Regions from separate parts of the Ovis aries genome. Here region 1 is linked to region 2. The links are chromatin contacts, called in public Hi-C maps. All regions are on one chromosome and are shown on one strand. The core of a region is the stretch at or near the end of the contact, and the rest is flanking DNA. Distances in the headings are between cores, read along the strand shown. Region 1 overlaps LOC132657394 (a long non-coding RNA gene). Region 2 overlaps LOC105606871 (a long non-coding RNA gene).

Region 1 (2,700 bases), core at 93-2,592, 130 kb after region 2:
TTGGTCTTGGTTGGAGGTCCCCACCCTTGCAGGCTGCCCCGTCTCCTTGCCAAGCCTCCTGGCACAGGAAGCACACACAAGGCACAAAGACGACACAAAATGAATGAATGCAGATCATCACAAATTTGTTTTTTTGTCCAAAGGACAGCTACCAATGTTACTGCTGAAAAATGTACAAAAGTAGTATTTAAACCCCAGCTTCATCTGCCTGCTCCACTGTCAGGAGCAGAGAGAAGCCATCATAAATGAGAAATGTTTCCAACTCTACTCGGGACAAGGAAAATAAAACTGTTTCCTGGTCACTGCTGCTGCCTAACAGCAGGCAAATTAGGTAATCTGTGGGGAGCAGGTGAGTAGGTGGTAGCCAAAACTGAAAACCCACCATCTCTCCCCTCATGTACCTCCTTGTGGCCAAAGTTTCATTGGAAATCTAAAATAATTTATCTCATCACAAATTCCTAACAGTTAATTAGAAAAATGTACTAATTGGATACAGATGAGACTGCTGGCTAGCATCACCAATTTACTCGACATGAATTTGAGCAAACTCCGGGGGATAGTGGAGGACAGAGGAGCCTGGCATGCTGTAGTCCATAGGGTCACAGAGAGTCAGACATGACTTAGCGACTAAATAACAACTACTAACTGGATAATCTGGTTTCAGATGTTCTAATTATACTCCTGTGTGGGGGGTATGGAATAAAAAAACAATTATATATATATACACACAAAATAATAGCATTTCCCCCCCCACACAATCTAAAGTATCTAAAGTTTAAGACTGAATAAAAAAATCGCACACACCTCAAATCCTGACAATGAAAGAATATTTTAGTATGCATTTTAGTATCTATAAATAGATAATGCAGTTCTTCTGCATTAAAGGGTACTATCTGAAAAGAGATTTCAGTAACATTCCCATCAGATGTCCTGGAATTAAATGGATAGCTCCCTTTTTAAGGCAACACGGTTTTAATGAAAGGTCCTACCCTATTTCTTAATAAGAGCACGCCCACGAATGACTCCCATAAATTTCCTCATCGCCTGAGATTTCTAAACCAACCGCAAATTAGGAAAGAGGTGCTGGACACCGCTGGTGATCTGTACCAACAGCCCGGCACTGGGCCGGTTTCTAGGAGGGGGTTTTACTCCAGGAGTGATGAGCAGAGGTTCTTAGCCTGCCTGACACTAGGCCTGGGGGAAGAAGGTCAGAGGGGATGGTTGCAGGGGGAAGGGACCAGCAGGTGAGAGACCCGGTAGGCAAGTATCTGGAAGGTTGCGGTGATCAGGGGGCGGGACAAGCAAACCCTTCCAACCAACCGAGAGCCGCCTCGCCCTCCAGGACTATATTTAGTCAGGGCTGGCTACCCCAACAGGGCGGGGCCTGGGGGACGCCCAGGCCGGCCACCTGCACAAACCCCAGTGCCTGCCGCCCTGCCGGCGCGTCTCAGTGGGGACGTGCTGAGGCACCACGACTCCTGGGGCCGAGCCACCGGCATCCTCGCTGACATTTCCTCCAGCCCTCTGCCGGGCACGTGCCATCCATCTGACTGACAGATCTGGTCAACGACAAGGGAGGGGCCGTGCAGGGCCGCGGCCTGCAGGGACACTGGCCAGAAGAATTAGTTTCACTTTCTAGTTTTCTTTCCCGGGTCGCCTCTCACCCAGACGGCAGAAAACGTCCTTGAAATGCCAAGAGAGAGAGAAATCTTCAAAAATGTTCCCTGTCCTTGTCTTTTTTTCTTTTTTTTTCTCCCAAGGTCACTGTTTGCCTCTGAAGACCGGGTTAACAGCCTTTGGTGCAAACCCCAACTGCGGAACTTCGGTCCCCGGGGCTGCTGAGCCCTAATACGATTACACATCTAAATGCAATAAACGGGGCAAAGTGGTATTATTTTTCTGGGAAAAACCAACATCATAAAAGGGTCTTTATTGAATCAAGGGCCGGTGAACTGTTCTCTTGCCTAATTATGGCTCCCCAGTGAATGGGGCTGGGTTTCCAGGCAGGACGCCTTACAGCTCTCCAGCCCAAAGGGCGGCGGGATATTTGTCAGGACTTGTCTCATTACAACAAAATCCATCGAGAGGACGCAGGAAGGGAGGATGCCAAGGCAGGCTGACCGCAACCCCCCTCCCCACCGGCTCTGGAAACAGGGGGAGCTGGTTCTTGGGGCCCTACTTCTTGTTTGAAGGCGTCTTCCTCCCCACTCCATCTTCACCTCTTCTGTTCAAAGTCAGGATCCTAGACCCTGTTCCTTCCACTGTCAAAGCTTAAGTAATTTCCCAGCATCCCAACACTTCCCACTTTATCCCCAGCTCTATAGAAAAGGCCCATTGTAGAAATGTGATATTTTGCCAGATGTTTTAACATTCAGCGATTTGGCCAAGGTTCGCATGCACCCAGACCTGGGCGACAAAGCGACCGCCTGCTATCCCCAGACACGGGAGGAGAGGCAGGGCTGGGGGCTAGAGAGGCTCAGCCCAGGGTGGGAGGAAGCCTCTGCACTGGCCAGCTGAGAGCAAGTGGGCTGGTTGACTTTTCCCAGATACACAGGGGTCTGGCCAGGCAAGCTGGAGACCAACATTTTGCTTATACGCAAGTCTTGGTTCCAAGTATCTGTTGAATCGCCCTCTTGGTTCCAAGAGCAAAGAAAAGGTTTTTTTTTTTCCATGTTCTTAAGCTCACAACAGCAAGCTCCC
Region 2 (2,700 bases), core at 96-2,595:
CTTAGTTCCCCAAGTAGGGATCAAACCCATGCCCCCTGCAGTGGAAGCACAAGGTCTCAGCTATTTTACCTCCTGGGAAGTCCTCAAATATTGTCCAACTTCTTAATCTAAACTTATTTCTTCTTAGTCTTTGCAAGCATCTCCCTACCACATGCCCAAGCACTCACGTGTTGAAGTGTTATTTTATTGCACCCCTTTTATTCTGCATTTAAATTGCAGGTCGAATATCAAGTCTTTTCAGTTTCGTGTAAATGGATCATTTTTATCACTGAGTTTCATTTAAGAAAGGCAAAGGCGACGCTGAAAATGTTTATGAAAAGGGAGTATTGGCTCTGATGAGGCTGAGAAATACCAAGTGAGGTGTTTGCCTTCTGCAGACAGGATCTATAACTTCGTATTCTATCCAAGTGTGCTGCTTGGAAAAGTATCCACACTGTAGTTATCATGTTATCTTACAACGTGGCAAATCAGTCTCCCCACTGAATTCCTCAATGGTGTCTTAAAAACAGGAGAGGAAAACCAGCATTGAAAGGGTCTACCCACCATGTACTTGTAGTAAGAGACATTATTTCCTCTGATGCTCACAGTAAGTCCATGAGGAATTAGGACTGGCCACAGTGTGCAAATGAGGAAATTGAAGCATTGAGTAGTAAAGATTCTTACCTACGATGGTCAATCAGAGAGCAGGCATTTGAACTCAGTTCTATGGAATTCGAAGGCAACATTGTCAGATGAAATACAGGACATTCAGGTTAGTTTGAATTTCAGATGAATAGTGACTTTTTTTGTTTGTTCTCAAATGTATTATATTTATTAAAAATTTTTTTTCTTTTTTTAAAATCAGTGTATTTTTGGCTGTGCTGGGTCTTCGTTGCTGTGAGCGGGCTTTCTCTAGTTTCAAAGAGCAGGGGCTACCCTTCAGCTGCGGTGCTGGGACTTCTCACTGTGGAAGCTTCTCCTGTTGTGGCCCTGGGGCTTGGTTGCTCTGAGGCATGTGGGGTCTTTCCGGGCCAGGGGTCAGATCTGTGTCCCCTGCATTGGCTGGTAGATTCTTTGTCACCAGGGAAGTCCTGTATTTCTTTATTTAGATTTACAAAAGGTTTTTTAAATCTGTATTTTTTTGAAGTATAGTTGATTTACAATGTTGTATTAATTTTTTCTGTACAGCAAAGTGACTCAGTTATACACACCTATATCTTCTTTTTCATACTTTTCCATTATGATTTATCACAGGATATAACAGTGACTCTTAATGTTACAGAAACATGTTCCAAACGTTGCACGGGGCAGACTTATACTAAAATAGGACTTGTTTCTCTTAAGTTTCAAAATCAGCTGGATGTCTTGCATTCTTTTAAAGTCTGGCAACCCTATTCTTTCCCCCTCTGCCACTTCCCTTGCATTTTTTACTCACAGTGTCGCTCCCTAGATTTTTATTCCAAAAATGTCTTTCGGGTCCCAGCATGAGTCACAAGAGAGGCAGCGAGAAGTAACAGCCTTTCACAGGAGCGATGAGGCCCTGGGCCCCGTCCCGACCGTGGGAAAGATACACCTTCTGGAACAAGTTTTCTCATCTGTGGGGAGTTGAACTGCACCATCTCAAGGGTCAGGGAATGTCCACTGGGTTCTGAGCACGTGCCAGGCACTGTTCTGGGCTCTGGGGCACCATCAACAAACAAAATTGACAAGGTTTGCTGTCCTCAGAGAGCTAACATTCTAACGGGGGAGAAACAGACAAACAGGTAGCAGTGCCTGCTACCCTCCGCTCAGGTGCCGTGGGTCAGGCCCGCTGCTGGGGACTTCACACACAGGCTCCTCTGGTGTCCCTCTGTGCCCACCCGATCCAGGGCAGGGCTTCCCAGGTGGCGCTAGTTGTAAAGAACCCGCCTGTCAACACAGGAGACACAGGAGACCCCGGTTCGATCCCTGGGTTGCGAAGATCCCCTGGAGGAGAGCACGGCAACCCACTCCAGCCAGTATTTTCGCCTGGAGAATCCCGTGGACAGGGGAGCCTGGTGGACTATAGTTCATAGGGTCACAAAGAGTCAGACACGACTGAAATGACTTAGCACGCGTGCACATCCAAGGCATGTGACATGTTGCTGGCACACAATGGCAGCAGGGCTGGGCTCAGGTTTTGTGAGCCTGAGGACCCTCTTTAAGAAAAGTGTATAACATTACCAGACCCTTCTCAGGATCCTGGAAAGAGCCTGTGCAGGAGAGGCTCTGAAACTGAAGCCTCAATAGCGTCCCCGAAAATATGGCTCTGGGCTCAGCTGGTGATTTTTAAAATTTTATTTTATTTATTTGGCTGTGCTGGGTCTTAGTTATGGCATGTAGGATCTTTAGTTTGTGGCATGTAAACTCTGAGTGCTGACATGTGAGATCTAGTTGCCTGACCAGGGACTGAACTGGAGCCCTCTGCTTTGGGATCGCGGGGTTTTAGCCAAATACTGGACCACAAGGGAGTCCCTCAGTCAGTGATTGTTGAATGAACAACTATCTTGTCAGGTAGCTTGCCCATTTTTGACTGGGGATACTGAAGTTCAAAGAAGTGCGAGGATTTACTCAAGTTCATAGAGCCAGTGAGTGGCAGCACTGATGGTGACGTGGTTCAGCAGGGAGAGAATGTGGAACGCTCCCAGTCTTTGGAGCAAGAAAGACCTGGATTTAAATCTGACCCGTGTGTGGCCTTGCTGG

What was found. A called contact is a pair of places that touch in the nucleus more often than the background predicts.
Region 1: a Hi-C map of omental adipose tissue shows a contact between it and region 2, with 1.5 times the contacts expected there. The contact joins two enhancer-like sites. A contact is called at or near these places in 2 of 16 Hi-C or Micro-C datasets (muscle and omental adipose tissue).

Annotation. Positions count from the first base shown.
Region 1 is chr11:18,213,634-18,216,333 of ARS-UI_Ramb_v3.0, forward strand. LOC132657394 (a long non-coding RNA gene) reads right to left here. Exons shown (of 5, transcript XR_009595484.1): 1 at 1-2,700. Among named protein-coding and RNA genes, the nearest start is that of TRNAT-CGU, 17 kb to the right of the region's middle. Within about 2 kb of position 1,343, at least 26 of the 54 cell types and tissues checked have an H3K27ac peak or open chromatin away from gene starts, as enhancers often do.
Region 2 is chr11:18,080,041-18,082,740 of ARS-UI_Ramb_v3.0, forward strand. All of the region lies in intron 1 of LOC105606871 (a long non-coding RNA gene), which reads left to right. Among named protein-coding and RNA genes, the nearest start is that of TRNAG-CCC, 47 kb to the left of the region's middle. Within about 2 kb of position 1,346, at least 2 of the 54 cell types and tissues checked have an H3K27ac peak or open chromatin away from gene starts, as enhancers often do.